2 separate regions of the Sus scrofa genome follow, and region 1 is linked to region 2. Evidence: chromatin contacts called from public HiChIP or PLAC-seq data. All regions are on one chromosome and are shown on one strand. The core of a region is the stretch at or near the end of the contact, and the rest is flanking DNA. Distances in the headings are between cores, read along the strand shown. Region 1 overlaps LRIG1 (leucine-rich repeats and immunoglobulin-like domains protein 1). Region 2 overlaps LRIG1 (leucine-rich repeats and immunoglobulin-like domains protein 1).

What was found. HiChIP or PLAC-seq counts read pairs in DNA pulled down with a chosen protein or histone mark.
Region 1: an H3K27ac HiChIP or PLAC-seq map of skeletal muscle shows a contact between it and region 2. The contact joins two enhancer-like sites. A contact is called at or near these places in 1 of 5 promoter capture datasets (skeletal muscle), 12 of 47 Hi-C or Micro-C datasets (brain, embryonic fibroblasts, fetal skeletal muscle and 7 more) and 1 of 2 datasets of contacts at active chromatin or transcription factors (skeletal muscle).

What each region holds. Positions count from the first base shown.
Region 1 is chr13:48,009,870-48,017,731 of Sscrofa11.1, forward strand. All of the region lies in intron 1 of LRIG1 (leucine-rich repeats and immunoglobulin-like domains protein 1), which reads right to left. Among named protein-coding and RNA genes, the nearest start is that of LRIG1, 14 kb to the right of the region's middle. Within about 2 kb of position 1,267, at least 21 of the 83 cell types and tissues checked have an H3K27ac peak or open chromatin away from gene starts, as enhancers often do. A contact at or near this core is called in omental adipose tissue and skeletal muscle, where this site is marked.
Region 2 is chr13:47,928,756-47,936,192 of Sscrofa11.1, forward strand. LRIG1 (leucine-rich repeats and immunoglobulin-like domains protein 1) reads right to left here. Exons shown (of 20, transcript XM_005669717.3): 9 at 6,619-6,762; 10 at 4,532-4,612. Among named protein-coding and RNA genes, the nearest start is that of LRIG1, 95 kb to the right of the region's middle. Within about 2 kb of position 5,711, at least 21 of the 83 cell types and tissues checked have an H3K27ac peak or open chromatin away from gene starts, as enhancers often do. A contact at or near this core is called in omental adipose tissue and skeletal muscle, where this site is marked.

The DNA.
Region 1 (7,862 bases), core at 17-2,516, 77 kb after region 2:
CACGGAGGAGAGGTGCTGGGCCTGGCCTACCAGCCAAGGGCAGCCACCAGAGACCAGGAAGGGAGGCAGGGCCCATGCAGGGGAAACCAAAAAGGGGTGTGACAAACAGTATTTGGATATGGGGTTTATCGGCCGCCCTCCCACAACAGAGGGACTAAAACGACAGTCAATTCTCTGTGTGGAACAGAAGTTGCCTGTCTGTCATCTTTCTATGGTCCATGTCTTTCTTCTTCCTTTCCCAAGAACTTTCTCAGTTCCTCAGCACTAATATTCGGTGGAGGATGGAGGAAACTATCAAATACACAAGGTATGGAAATGATAGACAGATGAGCACCTGGGATGCCTAACTCACCCCGCTTGCCCGGGAAAGGCATTTCTATAGGGCTTACAGGACTACAGAGAATGATCCGTCCTGAGCATTTCCTGCATCTCAGGCTCTGTGCTAGACTCTTGGGACCGTCATGGTGGCTCAGAAATGAAGCCAGTCCCTCCTTCCAGGGAGCTGACAGTCTCCCGGGGGAGTGAGACAGTAATCAAATCAGGACTTGGAACTTCTGTATCAAGCACTGTGGGGTTCCAGAGACAGCACTCTCACTCCTGAGAGAGGGTCAGCAACATGCTCCAGAAGAGATACTTAAGGGAGAGGAGCTGGAAACTGCAACACAGAGAGGGAAGAAAACCCTTCCAGGCAGAAGGAACAAGATGGAAGGGACATGTGACACGGGCTAGTATTCTAAAAGCCTGGAAAAAGTCTCACGTGGTGACCAGGGCACATGGAGCCAGGGAGGAAGGAATAATGAAGCTAGAGAGGCAGGTGGACGGCTAGAGCGTTAGGCAGGAGGAGTCCATATATGGAAAGCAATTTGACTGCCACACTTATTTATTGGGACCCCTCCCTTTGAGACAGATGACAATTTGGGACTCTGCCAAGACCCCCCTCGGTTGGGAGGAGAGCAAAAGAGACAAAAGTAACAAGTTCTCTACTTCCCTAAGGTCTGCCTAACACAAAGAAAGAGTAAAGAAGAAACGCTGAACACAGAATGCATCGGCCAGATCACTAATGAATTCCCATCTCTCTGCTGTCGTCCTTTTTTAAAATGATGGGCGGGTGGGGGGGGCAGGGGGCGTGGCCAGGGGAGGTCACTGCTGGCCACAGCAGCCTCCCAGGACCACAGAGAGCTCAAAGGGCCACACAACCCAAGGCATGCCAGGGATTTCAGGCAGAATATAAACTCCACCGGCTGGCTAAACTGTTTATATGTTCTTGAGTTAAAAATACACCACTCAGGTCAGCGTTAACACCAGGGCCTTATTACCAAGGCTGTTTGTAAGCCAGTTACACAAGGCTCGCCCATCTTTTAAATGTGCCTCAATCTGCAAATTGTCTGCCGATACATCAGTGGGATTATAATAAAGCCACCAAATATACACGCATTTGAGAAAAACACTTTCCAAACCCAAGGATACTTTACTGTTTATAAATAGTTTACTTTTTTTGATCCCCAGGCATATAATATTCGCAGTTGCTCCAGAAACCAAAGAAACATGGAACAGGAACACAAACCACAACCTCACAGAAACAATAAACAACAGATGGCAGGACATATGCACAAGCTGCCACCCCCTTCACCAAAAGCACACACCAAAAACGGATGCTGACACACCAGCCTGCCAACAAAGACACGTGCTCTTCCAGATCACACTCGACACCATTTATGGAGCACCTAGAACCTTGTGAGGTGCTCCAGACCCCCAAGGAGGTGAAGGGCCAATCCCAGGCCTCAAGGAATTCACCGACTTGAAAGGGAGGCAAGACAAACAAGAAAGAAGGCAACACCGGTCTGACTGTATTCTTCCTAGAGACAGTCATGGAGAGTCAGGTCTGGGTTCTAACTGGCAAGTATGAGACTCTGGGCATGTTATTCAACTACTCTGGGTCTCATGCGTTAAGACAGAAGTAAAGTATTTCATAGAGTTAGATAATTAAATGAGCTCATGTCCCTATGCCCTGGTGCAAAAATGCAAACTATTACTGTTAGGTTGGGCCTTCTAAAATTACAAATTATTTCCATTTTGTCCTCATAACAAGCTTAAAGAGGTGGGCACTAGGATTATCTTATGTAACATTAGAGGAAATGGAGTCAGAGGGAAGCTAAGTAAATTGCCTGAGGTCACCCAGGAAGCTAGGTTCCAGAGCCACCACTGCTACTACTGTGCCCCCAAAAGCATGGCTGCCTCCTCACCACCACCATCATCATGACGCATGTGACAGGAAGGTGGCTTTGCAGAGGACAAGGACACAGCATCAACCTCCCCAGCAGACCCTGAAACACTGCACTGTTCTGGCCTCTTCATGGGTTAACATGACTTGAATTTACTTGAAAAGTTCAAGATAAATGCTAAAGTCACATTTGCCTTAATGAATGATTCTGATTAGTTAACTTTAAAAAAAAAAAAAAAAGTTTAAATGTCATCTGTCTCCAAACAAAGGGAGGGGTCCCAGCAAATAAGTGTGGCCATCCTGTTGCTTTCCATAGATGGTCATGTCTATTTTAGGGATCATAGTCTCACGTCCAATTAGTCTGCCAATTTCACCTCCATGCTCATTTTTTAAAAACTCTGACTAGAATTTTCCAGCTCCACTGTAACTTTAAGCTTTTGTGTTCCTTCTGCATTTAAAAAGAATGCCATTTCCCAATATATAACTCCCAGATGTAGAATTCACAGATGATTCATCTCGCAGAACAAGTGTTCAGAGACATCAGCTCCAAATAGAGCAAAAACTTGGAATTCCCTTCTCCTTCAAAGTAAGAACTTGCCTAGATCAGCTCTGCTCAGCAAAGTTTGTTTTCAATTATATTTCCAAATTCTTTTAACAATAACTGCATGGCGTCTGGCACCAACACATCTGATTCTTTGAAGTGGTTCTCAAGCCGAGAGTAGAAAATAAGGATAAAGGGAAAAGGAAGGGCGCCTATCCACAATTTTTGTTTTAGGTCAAACATTCTCTCCAAAAAATGCTTTTTTGGGGGGCCACGCAGACGGCATGCGGAAGTTCCTGGGCTAGTGATCAAACCTGCACCATAGCAGGAACCATAGCCACACAGTTAAAACGCCGGATCCTTAACACACGGATCCACTGGGGAACTCCCCCAAAGTGCTCTTTGTTATCCAAAATCAGACAAACTGCAAGCTATGACTTCTCACCAAAGGTCCATACTGCAAGAAGCAAAGAGAGCTCCTGAACTGATCCCATCGGCTGGCTCTTTATGAGAAAACAGATCATCAGCACAAAGAAAACAGCCCTTTACTCCTTATATCCAAACCTCAAACACTTCTGCTAAGCCCTCTACACAGGTCAGTGAGGAGAAATCACACTTGGAGACTAAATTTCAGAAACTCCTTTGGGAATCAATGAAAACATGGGATCCTTTTTGCCCAGGGGAAAAAAAAAAAATGCACCGAGCCCCAAGAAAAAGAGTTCTAGGGCAATAAACAAATACTTATCAATGAATTCCCAGGTACATGAAATCGAAAACTCCCTGCTGCTTGAAGTCTAAATGGCAAAGAAAAAAAGACAGGGATGAGTGAAAACTTACCTAACCAGAGAGCTTTTGCAGAGGACAAAATATAAATAATAAATCCACGGTAACAAGGTCATGTGAACAACAGTGAGGGTCTAATATTGACAAAAGAAGTTCTTTCATGGAAGGGTGGGAGGGCTATGTGGCTTACTTTGATTTCAGAAAGCACATGGCAAAAGGTTACCTTTAGGTCTTAATGGGAGAATATTTATTTAAAAAAAAAAAAAAAGGGAGGGGGAGGCTCCCACTGTGGCCCAAGGGGATGGTCGGCATCTCTGGAGTGCAGGGATAAAGCACAGCCCCAGCCCAGCACAGTGGGTTAAGAATCCAATGTTGCCACAGCTGTGGCATAGGTTGCCACTGCAGCTCAGATCTGATCCCTGGGCACTCCATATGCCATGGGGCGGCCAAAAAAGAAAAAAAAAAAAAAAAAAAAAAAAGAGGTCTAGTTCTTTGGACTATTTCCTTTAGTCATAAAAAAGTAGTCCCTAATTTCTGTTAAACATCATGTCAAGAAGTTCCAAATCACTAACTGTGCCTTCGACTTCACTGCATTTTAGCTATACCTCCAAACGAGGTTCCAGATTCCAAGAATTAGCTCTAGAGAAAAAAAAAATCCCAAGTTTCCACTATATGAAAGCATACATGATCGGAAGAGAAAAGCCCAAAAATTTCCACCGAAGGCGCTAACAAACTCCACGTGGAGGTAAGATGGATATTCAGAAAATGGAACATCAAAATTCCCAGCCTCCCTTGGCATGGCAAAGTCTTTTAAGGAATCCAAATGAGAGGGATCACAATTTTCAAGACCAGTGTTTGAGCAAGAGGGAAGCAATGAAAACCCAGGCAGATGGGTAATTTGGGATGAACTTGACCAAAAAAAAAAAGTGAAAAAAGACTTCAAAATTTGAGAAAACAAAGCTCTGGACTGTACATATTAAGCTGCTGAGTTTCCGCCTTGAAAGGCACACTGCTAAGAGAATAAAAAGCTGCTCTGATGCCCCCATGTTCCCTGCACGTTGTCAATGGTGAGCCAGCTCAAAAAAGGCAGATGAGGTTGTGTGTGGCTGCCCTTCCTCAGGCAATGACCAGTGAATCTGCTACAGGTGGGTCCATCAAGTCATGTAAAAGGCAGCTTGTCCACAGTGGCTACAACTTCTCTCAATGGAACTATGCATGGAAGGCCCACTTGAGAGAGATGCTGCTGTAGTAGCCCTTAGCAGGGCAGAGCTCCGTGACTCTGAAAAAACCAGGCCCTTAACTTATTTGCCCTTTTGGACCTAAGATCTTAAAAAGCTAAATCAAAGATCTAAAGTAGGTCTGCAACAGCTTCTATAGCTTCCTTTGAGCCAGAGTGGAAAAGAGGCAACCATCAAAGAAAGACAGTGGAGTACTTGCTCCTCTTCAGTAATACCTAAAGGCCCCCAGGAATTCCCTCACTGAGAGCCCCCCAGGCACACCCTGCCTCCCTCTACTGCCAGGGCAGCCCCCTGAGGTCCCACTCGGAAGCACCAAACATGCAAAGGGGACTTTTAAGTTACTATCCTAAACATACAGATTAAGTGACTAATGCTTACCATCCAGTGAGTAGTAAGGTTATTCCCCCTCTGTTTCATTTCAGATAGAATTATATACCTGAAATTGAGCAGCCTTAGCCATCGTACACTCCTTCACAGAAAGGAAATTAACTGATGAGTTCAAGGTCACACTCCCAGGCAGGGGCAGAGCTGGGACAAAACCTCAGCTCAGGACAAAAACCTCCTGATACCCAACCACGGGCTATTCTCTCATCCATCCACATTCCTGCCTTCACAGCTTTAAGATAACTAATTTTTTTCCTTTTAAGTCAATAGTTTGTATTCCTTTTGTTCAAGAACTTTTAAGAAGCATAATGAAAATGTGGGCTCCCTTCTGACCAGAAAGATGTACTGGGCTCCAAGATTTCATACATAAGAAAGTTCCGGAGTTCCCGTCGTGGCGCAGTGGTTAACGAATCCGACTAGGAACCATGAGCTTGCGGGTTCGGTCCCTGCCCTTGCACAGTGGGTTAACGATCCGGCGTTGCCGAGAGCTGTGGTGTAAGTTGCAGACGTGGCTTGGATCCCGCGTTGCTGTGGCTCTGGCGTAGGCCGGTGGCTACAGCTCCGATTGGACCCCTAGCCTGGGAACCTCCATATGCCGCGGGAGCGGCCCAAAGAAATAGCAAAAAAAAAAAAAAAAACAAAAAAAAAAAAAAAACAAAGTTCCCTAGGACCCCCCCCCCCACCCCGCTCCGCATCCCACTCCTCCCACACACAATAGTATTTGAGCTTAGTCAGTCTCTCTTTTAGGACAGTCTGGAATTCAATATAATTTAATCAAGTCAAAGCACTGTTTCAAATGAACTTGTGAAATAATAATAATAATGTAAAAAAGTCTCCATAGAAGATTCTTCTCTTGTCCAAAACACAACCACAGATAAGGCCAAACCATCGTGGCCAAGAGTCCCACACAGACACCAAATCTGAGAAAACATTTAGAGGAATTTGGGATGAGGTAGACCTTAAGAACTACAAAACATTTCAGTTTACTTTCTGGCTCTCCTCTCTTGTGAAGACGATGAAAGGAAACCCCATCCCATTTGAGCTGCAGCTTCTGCATCCATCACTTTGCGGGATCAACAACCAACTTCCTGGAAGCAACAAGCTCTTCGGGCTGTTTATAAATTGTGCAAGCACTGATAGCTTGTATGCCAGAAACGCACACCAGCCCAGGTGGAGGACAGAAATCACAGGAAAAAAAAAATTTTTTTTTAATTGAAAACTAAAATGAAGGCAAGATGCACGGTGCTGGACCCAGGTACTACACTGCTGAAATCAGATTCAAGGATGATGTTCTCCTGATTTACGAAATAGAAATTAAACTCAGAATTTTTCAGTTATAAGTACCTCTGCCGCCGCCCAAATTTTTCTTAAACCCTTGGGTGTGTGCTTCCACTTCCTGAACAGAGAATCCACTGCAAGATGATATCTAATCAAATATCATATAAATTTAATTAAGATTACTACATCCGTAAGTTTAACCTGACCATAGTGGACAGCTTTTGAAACCAATGAACACTACATAATCTATGCACAATTATATTTTCACAAACAGAATAGGTAAATCATCCCATAAACTTTGATAAAGCAGATGACTCCCATTGGAATTCCTAATTAAGCTGTAACCAGTGTGAAATCTATTCTCAAACAGTCTACTAACCAACAAAGTAACAGGCTGGGGAGAAATTAAACTCCAGACTTTGACAAAACCAAGACAAACCATTCTGCAGCTACTTGAAGAAAAGCATTTTTCAAAGCTGTGAAGTTTAAATCAAGCACAGAGGGTTCCAGGAAGGTAGTTCTTTGCTTTTGGGGGGATTTTCTTCAGGGTGCCTCTAAATCTATTTAAAGCAGCCTCAAGTAGCCACAGCTGGAGGGTCAGGCCTTACAAAGTAAACAATAGTTAACTCAATTCAGACTCAGGACTTAACTACAACCAGTGGCTAATTACTCCTCTATTAACCAACAGTATCTGAACTATCACTTTTTAAAAGACCCATTCAGAATTATGTTTGTTCACTAAAGGATTCTAATCAGCAATTAATAGCAGAGTAGAAACCTCCCAATTAAGAGCTACATGGGGAAAGACAAGAGTTTGTCAGAATTACACATTTCTGGCAAAGGAATCTAGGACAAAAAATTTTCTAAGTGCCTCCCACTGGGGAGAGGGGAAAAAACGTATTCTGAGAACATACAAATTAAGTGTGTACACGGTGTATGCTCAATAAACATTCTTTAAACGTATAGCTTACCAAAATTACCTCTGGAAAAACACACTTAAAATAAATGCTAATTTTTTTTTCAAAGGTTGTTCAAGCTCACATGTTTTGAAACTACCCTATAGTGAATGGCATGATATGTACATTATATCTCTCCAATTATATCTTAATTTTTAAAAACCTATACATTTAGAGATGTAATGAAATGCTTAGATTTGCTTCCAAAAAACATGAAAGGGGACAACTGCATTAAGGTATAGATCAAACAGGAGGAGCTATTATCATCAAAAAGAACACAGGAGTTCCCTGGTAGCCTAGCAGTTGGGGGTTCAGTGTTGTCCCTGTTGTGGTGCAGGTCCAATCCCTGACCTGGGAACCTCTGCATGCTGCAGGCTGAGGCCAAAAAATAGTAATAATAATAATAACAACACCAAGAACAAATATTGGCAGGGATGTGGAAAAAGGGGAACCCTGGTGCA
Region 2 (7,437 bases), core at 4,461-6,960:
GCTGGGGGTTTGGGATGGACATGTAAAATTGGTTGTTATCATGGTTGCACAACTATAAACATAATAAAATTCACTGAGTAAAAAACAAACAAACATGGGGACTCACAAAGGAAACCAGAAAGCATCAACCTCTCGCCCCAAAGAGGAAAGAAACATGAGCCCTGAAGAAAACCAAAGATGGCAGGGCAGCCTGGCAATGTTCACCACCTGTGCCCCGAGCTCCTGCCTAACTGCAAAGGGCTCCTGGGGCCATGGAGGCCAGTACCAGGAGGCTGCTTCCAGGAAGACAGGACCACATGGAGAGGACACAGACCACGCCAGGTGACAAAGGAGGCAGCTGGACCACAGGGCTGCCCCACCCCCTGAGTCAGGATAGACTCCTTGTTCCTGGGTCCTCAGCTGAAGCAGTCCCATCAGGAACTCTGAGCTCTGCCCTTGACCACACCAGCTCTGTCACCAGCCTCCAGAGGGTAGAGGAGCACAAAGGCCAAAGACCCCTTTGCCTGTTCCTTCCCTCAGAGATAGTCAGCATGGACATGGAAATAATCTCATCCTGAAAGAGTTTCCACAACTGCTGTTGGTCTAAAGCTTTTATTCTAAAACAAAAAACCCCAATACCTGGAAGCCCAGTGGCCGTGCTAACTGGGTTCCCTCACCAGAGCAGCCAGCCCCAGCCCATGGGCACCGGAGCCTGGCACTTCTGAGAGCGCTGTCAACCTCTCACTTACTCAGATCCCCCCGGGCCAAGTCAGTGTGGGCTCCAGATCCTAGTAAAACGTACTGAATTGTTTAGTGAAATCTTCCGTCAAGGAGATCCAGGAAAAATGCTGTGCTTTATTTCACCCGTTAAATATTAGTCACGTTGACCTCTTTTACAACACGGGGCAGGCTGTTACTTCTAATGGTGATAACAGCAATAAAACAAATTCTCAAATTCTCAATTATGCAGGAGGCGAATTGTCCTGTTGGTGGATTAAAATAGGTCCTCACATTCCCCCAGCAGAGGTCTGAGGGTGGGGGCTGAGGCTCGGCTAACAGCCGCTGTGTAGGGAGAGGGGAGCTAGGCCTGGGGGCCAGGAGGAGGCCACTCTGTCCCACGTGCTAGTGGGCACCTGATCATGGGCTCCCAGAGAAGGGACAGCGGGCCCACAATTCTCCACACCACTGACTTGGAGCAGGCAGCAGCTATGGGAATCAGCCTATCACACTTTCTCCCTCATCCCAAACCGACCCAGCCAAGGGCCTTCCAGGCAGCCTTCACCCCTGAAGACTGCAGGTCACAGGCCACCACTGTGACATTCAGCCCCCGCCCCCGGGAACGCCACAGAGAGCTGGAACCATGGCGAGGCACCTGCATCCAGTTGTGCACACAAGTGACTGAATGCACCTCTGCAGCTCACTTGTGCCCCAGAAATCCTCCCTTCCCTCGTACACACTATGATGCTCTGTGGGCCCCCAGCAGGTGTCCCATAAACATTCTAGAAGGGGGCCAGGTGGGTGGGTGAGAGTACTAACACCTCGCCAGGAAGCCCCAGGATGAAGAACCATATACATTGGGTGGAAGGGTGAGGGCAGAACAGGCTGCTTGGCTCAGGTGTTCCTTTCCTGGAAAACGTTTTACTTCTGGTCTGGCCTCGAGCAGGGCAGGGAGGACCCTAGGTCCTCAACCAAGTGAACACAGGCCAGGGAGCCAGCCCACTTTCTCGTCGGAGGGAGACCCCTGGCCTCTAGCCCGCAGGTGCTTCCATGGCCGTGCCACCCAGGTCCAGGGGACTCCAAGCTGCAGCAGCCCACGGCATGGCCTGGCAGCTTCTGAAGAGGGGGAACAGACCCCCACATCTAGAGGGGCCAAGAGACTTGCCAGCGGGCCACTCAAACGGGGCAACGCAGTTTGACAGTCATGCTGCAGGGCGTCCAGGCAGTGCCCTGCAGAGACTAGAGCATGAGCGGCACCTCTTCCCTTTACTCTGGGCTATGTACGACATGGGCCGGTTCATGCAAAACCAGAAGCCCAGTGCCTTGCAGGGCCAGCCACTTCACAGGTGCGAAGAGCCTCCAGATGCTGCTCACAGTGGTTTTGGTCACATGCAGCAACTTGATATGGGATCAGTTCCAGACCAGGGACTGAGCTTGGGCTACAGTGGTGAAAGTGCTGAGTCCTAACCCCTAGACCACCAGGGAACTCCCAGCACACGGTGGTTTTAACTGGAGATATTCACTAGCTTTGAGGGAAAGCATCTGCCTTCCTTTATTGCTTTTAATGTGGCAACTTCATACACCATCATAGACACAGAAGAGTGTCATTAGCCCCACATGCCCGTCACACAGCTAGTCATCATCCTTGTGCCAATCCTGTTTCATTTCTGCCCACTTCTCATTCCCACCCCAGCTGGACCACTGGGAATGTGCAACCTATCATGTTCTTTTTATCCAAAAAAGGGTTGTTTCTTTTGCAAAATAATCATAATGCCATTTCACCTAAGTGACTGCATATATTTAATCATGTTAAGTGTTGTTACTGTCCCAATTTCACAACTGTGTGTATCTCTCTGTTTTTTGGAAACACATACAAGAGCCCCCAGACCCCAGATCCTGACAAGTGGGGCTCGGCAGAAGGACACTGGACACTTAGAGGTCAGGGTCACCCCATGCTTCCACAGAGCCCGTATCAAGCAGCTCAGCACAAGTGAGGGACACAGACGCCCATGCTGACTTCTGGGATTTTACACAGGAGAAAATGATGGGGACAGACAGCAAGCAACCGGGAAGGAGGCTCCAGGCTATAGACTGTAGGATCTGGTTTATGCAAAACCAGAAGCCCCATTGCCCTCAAGAGTTGCTGCCCCTTACCTGGCAATAAAGAGCCTCCTGGAAGCTAAGACGCCCAAGAAACGGCTCCGGATTCCACAGCAGGGACACGCCCCACACAGGACCCCACCCTGACCCCCCTCAGTTACACTGAAGCCAGGCAAGGTGCTGAAGAGTGAGGCTTGTGCTCAACAGCTGCTCAGGTGCCCACTGTCTGTGCCCCCAGCCGCCACATCAGATCGTGGAGCTCCTGTGGTCAATGACAGTCCTCTGTCCCACCTCGCTGTGCTGTCCTGCCTCTTCCCAAGCTTGCTGGGTAAAGGGCTCAGGAGGTGGAGAAAGAAGCATTTTCTCAGGGGAGAAAAAGAAGGCTGACAGGTATGTGTGACCCACTATCAGAACACAGGATGCTCCAGAAGAGACAGGAGGCTCAGGGATCCAAAATCGCTTACGCTCACTCAGAAGCCCCAGAGCATCAAAGGTGTGAAAAACCCCACTTTTCAAAACAAATTGGAAACCTTTATAGTATGGCAAGACCCTCCCATCAGAGGCTTTTCTGGAGCTTCGCCCTCCGCTGCTGCTTTCAAAATATTTACTTTATACGCGTGCTCTCCCTGGCTTGCCATCACTAAGACAGGCTGGGGAACACGGAGCAGTGACCATTTTGTGTCTTGTCCTCATACAAACCCTCCCTCGAGTGGCTAGTAAACACTAACAACACCTCCCACCCCAACTCCTGCATGCTCCTGGGCAGCATCTGCACAAAGCGCTGGTAAGACAAAGAAAAGGGTAGGACAGGGGAGCTACAACATGGGCTTCAAGGCAGACAGGTGACTCCTGGCCCTGCCACCGGCCAGCTGTGTGGTCTTGGGCACAATCCCTTCACCTTGGTGCCCCCAACTACAGAAGAATTGCATAACACAGCCTGCCCTCCTGAGACAGTTAGATATGACACACATGCCTCAGAGAATAACTAGCAAAGTACAGGAGCTTAAAAAAACAAACCTCAAACACCGGAAACTGTGAATAAAAAACAGCTACTATATTACCCTTGGTAATGATTGTTTCTGTTGAAGATCAGAATTGACAACAAAAACACTACCTGAGACTCAAAACCATCAAGAGTTACTTGGCTTCAGATGTTTAAAACTTCTAGAGATTGGGTAAGAGGGCAAGGCTCCTTTGATCAAAGAACAAACTGGGCTCTTTTCACATCACTTAAGAACTGAACAGTAGAGAAGATCCAACAGGTCTAACACCAGCTCTCCAGCCCCGGAAAAACCAACGCCCAGGGTTACAAGGAGCCTGCAGGCCTGAGCACCTCCGATAACAAGAAGGGAAAGCTAGAACCTTGATACTTTTCATTAGCAAGGTCCAGCCGCTGCAGGGGTCACCCTCACCCCTTCCCCATGTCCAGTTCTTTGGATGACACAGCCAAGAAGAGGCCTTCGTTTCTCCCATGTGGATTGTGGGGTCCAGACTTTGGTTTCTGCAAAAACTCTTGATAGTCGCTGCTGTGACTGACATTTCCTGGAAGCAGGGCCCCCGCCTCATGGGTAGGCAGTCCAGGCGCAGGCATTAGAGAACCTGGGGGCTGCTCTCCTGTGCGGATGCCTCTTCCACAACAAGAGAAGATAAAGGAGCCAGTGGTGCCGTGGGAGAGCCCAGAATGGGGGTGGTGGCGGCAGGGCTGTAAGGGACCTCCCAGGGTCCAGATACTCACAGCTTGCTGAGGCTGTCCAGTCCTGTGAAGGCGCCACTGGTGTCTTCGATGGTGCCCGAAATCTCGTTGTGGTCCAGCTCCCTAGGAAGGAGATGGACAGAAGGCTCACTGCCCAGTCTGTCACTTGCAAGCTCAAAACATCTTGACACGTTCTAGATGTCCAGACATAATGTCAAGTTGTGCTGAGAGGCGTGACCAGCAGGCACCCCCTGCCCTGTAGCCTGGCTTTCTCAGGCACTCAACAAAGCTGACATGTGTCTCAGACCAGCAGCTTCCTGGCTGCATCTGCCGCTCCCCAGTAGGCTCAGCCAGACCCAGGGAAGGGCTGCAGATGGCCCATGGGAAAGCATGCTTTTGATTCTGCCCCAAGAGCAGACTTCTGGCCTCTGCTCTGAGAAGGAACCCGAAAAGTTCCCTAAGGTTCCTGCCTGCTTTCACACCACCCAGGGGCCCTTTTCTGAACTTGACCAGGAAAATGCAGAAGGCACCGGAGAAAAGGGACAAGGAAAAAAGAGGCCCCTGCCTAGGGCCCTCCCTGGGCCACATCTAGGCTGGCAGGTGGGTCTGGAGCCTGGAGCCCCCGTCTCCCCCTGCCTGGGGCCTGCACAGGTGCTGACTCCCCGCCAGGGACGACATCTGGGTGCTGAGTCAGCCTTGTGACCCACTTGCCAGGACTGGAGCATGGGGCCAACTTCTGAGCCGAGTCTTCTCCAGCAGCACAAATCACAAGGCCAATGACTCAGCTTCCTCCCCCAGCTTCCAAGGGCAGGTCACCGAGCCAGGCGAGACGCCCCACCTGGTGACCAGGCCCCTGGGTTGGCCCCCTCCAACTTTCCACAAGGTTTCCTCCGCCCTCCTCTCCTGAGCCCCTGCAGCAGAGGCAGGCCAGGAACAGAAAGGGATGGTGCTCTTGGCTCCTGTGAGCTCCAGCAGGGAGGGGAGCATGGCCTGCAGAGTGAAATGCTGCTCGCTGTGACCTTCACTTTACAGCAGGAATCTCAGAGTGCTGTGACTCCAAGGCTTCTGAAGGGACTCCTCCTGCCGCGGGTTCCTCCCTCTCATCTTAATACTGAAAAGCCCGGACCCGGCTTTGTGTGCCTGTCCCCTTGCTCCTCACCGTGGCTGCCAAGGATTTTCTCTTTTCTCTGGCCCGCTCAGTCTAAACGTTCCAGCCTTGTTATGCAGCCCTGCAAGGGCTTGGAGGCTGACCTCGGCTTGAATAGCCTGGCATCTGGGCTCTTTCACGCTCCCCAACGACGGCCTGGCGTTAACAATCTCCGTTCGCTCTGCCAGGTGCAAGTGCAAAGGCCTTCCGCCCTGTCACTCCCGAACAGGCCGCTCTTTCTGGGAAGGAGGCCTCAGAACCCATGGCAGCCACTGTCTGCTCAAATCCAAATGCCCCCCCCCCCCGCCCCTAAAATAGCTGGTTTTTCTCTATTGGCTGGAAGTTCTCAGAAACCCACAACTAAAAAATTCTAAGTCCTAGAAAAGCACCCCACAGCAACTTCTGGCAACTTTCCCCACCTCGTTGAGAACTTAGAAGGAAATGACACGGCCACCTCTGTTTTGTTAAACGACCCAGAGAAGGCTTAGGGCGAGACCCAGTACTCCCCAGTCACCTCTCCTGGAAGCAGGTGTCCTGGACTCAGGTGCACTACAGGAATGCTGATGCCAGCCCTAGACAGGAGCCTCGGTGTTTGCCATGGCTCAGGTAAAAACATATTCAGGACTTAAAGTTGGAAGTTGCATCAGGAAGGCTCAAAATGGGAAAGACGGCCCTACGGCCGCTGTCCTGGAGTCTGCAGTGGGAGGCCAGGGGAAGCAGGATTGACTGCCAAGGCACTGCGAGAACCAGCGCGTGGTAACCAGAGCTCTTTGTCATCGTCACCTTAGGCACCACCCTGGATGGGAATGAGGGACCTTTTCCTCCTCAACCAGTTCTTGTTCCTATTACATGAAAGTTTGACACCCTGCACACATCACATGTGAGCTCTGGATCCAATTCTGACTCGATACCAGCGAGAAAGGAATTTAGTGAAGCAGCTGGTCTGCTCTATTCTCCCATCAACCCAACAATGAAGACGTACAAGACACGGAGGCTTTTGAGTCCCCTGAAGGCGCCTTCTGCGATGTGACTGATGGAATTATGGCTGAGGCGCAGAATGCTCAAGCTACTCAGGTCGGCCAGGCTCTCCTCATCCAGCCGGGTCAGATTATTGAAGGACAGAATCCTGAGGAAGGGGAGGGGAAAGCAAACATCACCATGAGATGGCAGGGGATGGCCCTCCCTCTCCTCTTCCAAACATGGAGCCACAGTTGGCCAGTCATCTGGGTCCCAGTGGGAAGGGACACCCACAGGAATCCTGAGGACAGAATGGTCTCATTGCTAGAAAACCACTGAGGCCCGATACTCCTACAATCTGACTCCTAGAAAGAGATCTTTAAGTTGTAAGGACTATTAAGGTCATACAACAATGACCCACAAGGCTCCAACCCCTTCATGCACCTAGTGTCCATGGCTGGTCCTGGTTTATGCCAGGCAAGACCGCTCACATCTGTGGCCTGAGACTCTGTGAATGGGATCCCAGTGGTTTCTCACAGTGAACAAGGGAGCTGTCAGCCACCCAACATTGGCCAGCAGAGGGCACCACTAGCTACTGCCTGGAACAAGCCTTCCTCCCTGATGTGTGAACCTTACCTGGGCAGCAACACAGGCCTAGAGTCTCCCATCCTGACTTCCTTGTGCTCACCCAAGCCAGCCTCTTAGCATGAACCCCTTACTGTAAACAGGACAGGGACCCCCATCCCCCACGCAATTGCAAACCTTCCCCAAGTATCAGAATGAAACGTTCCTTCCTCCCAGCACATCCCCTGCATCCCTGACAAAGCCCTCGGTGGGCTAGTTA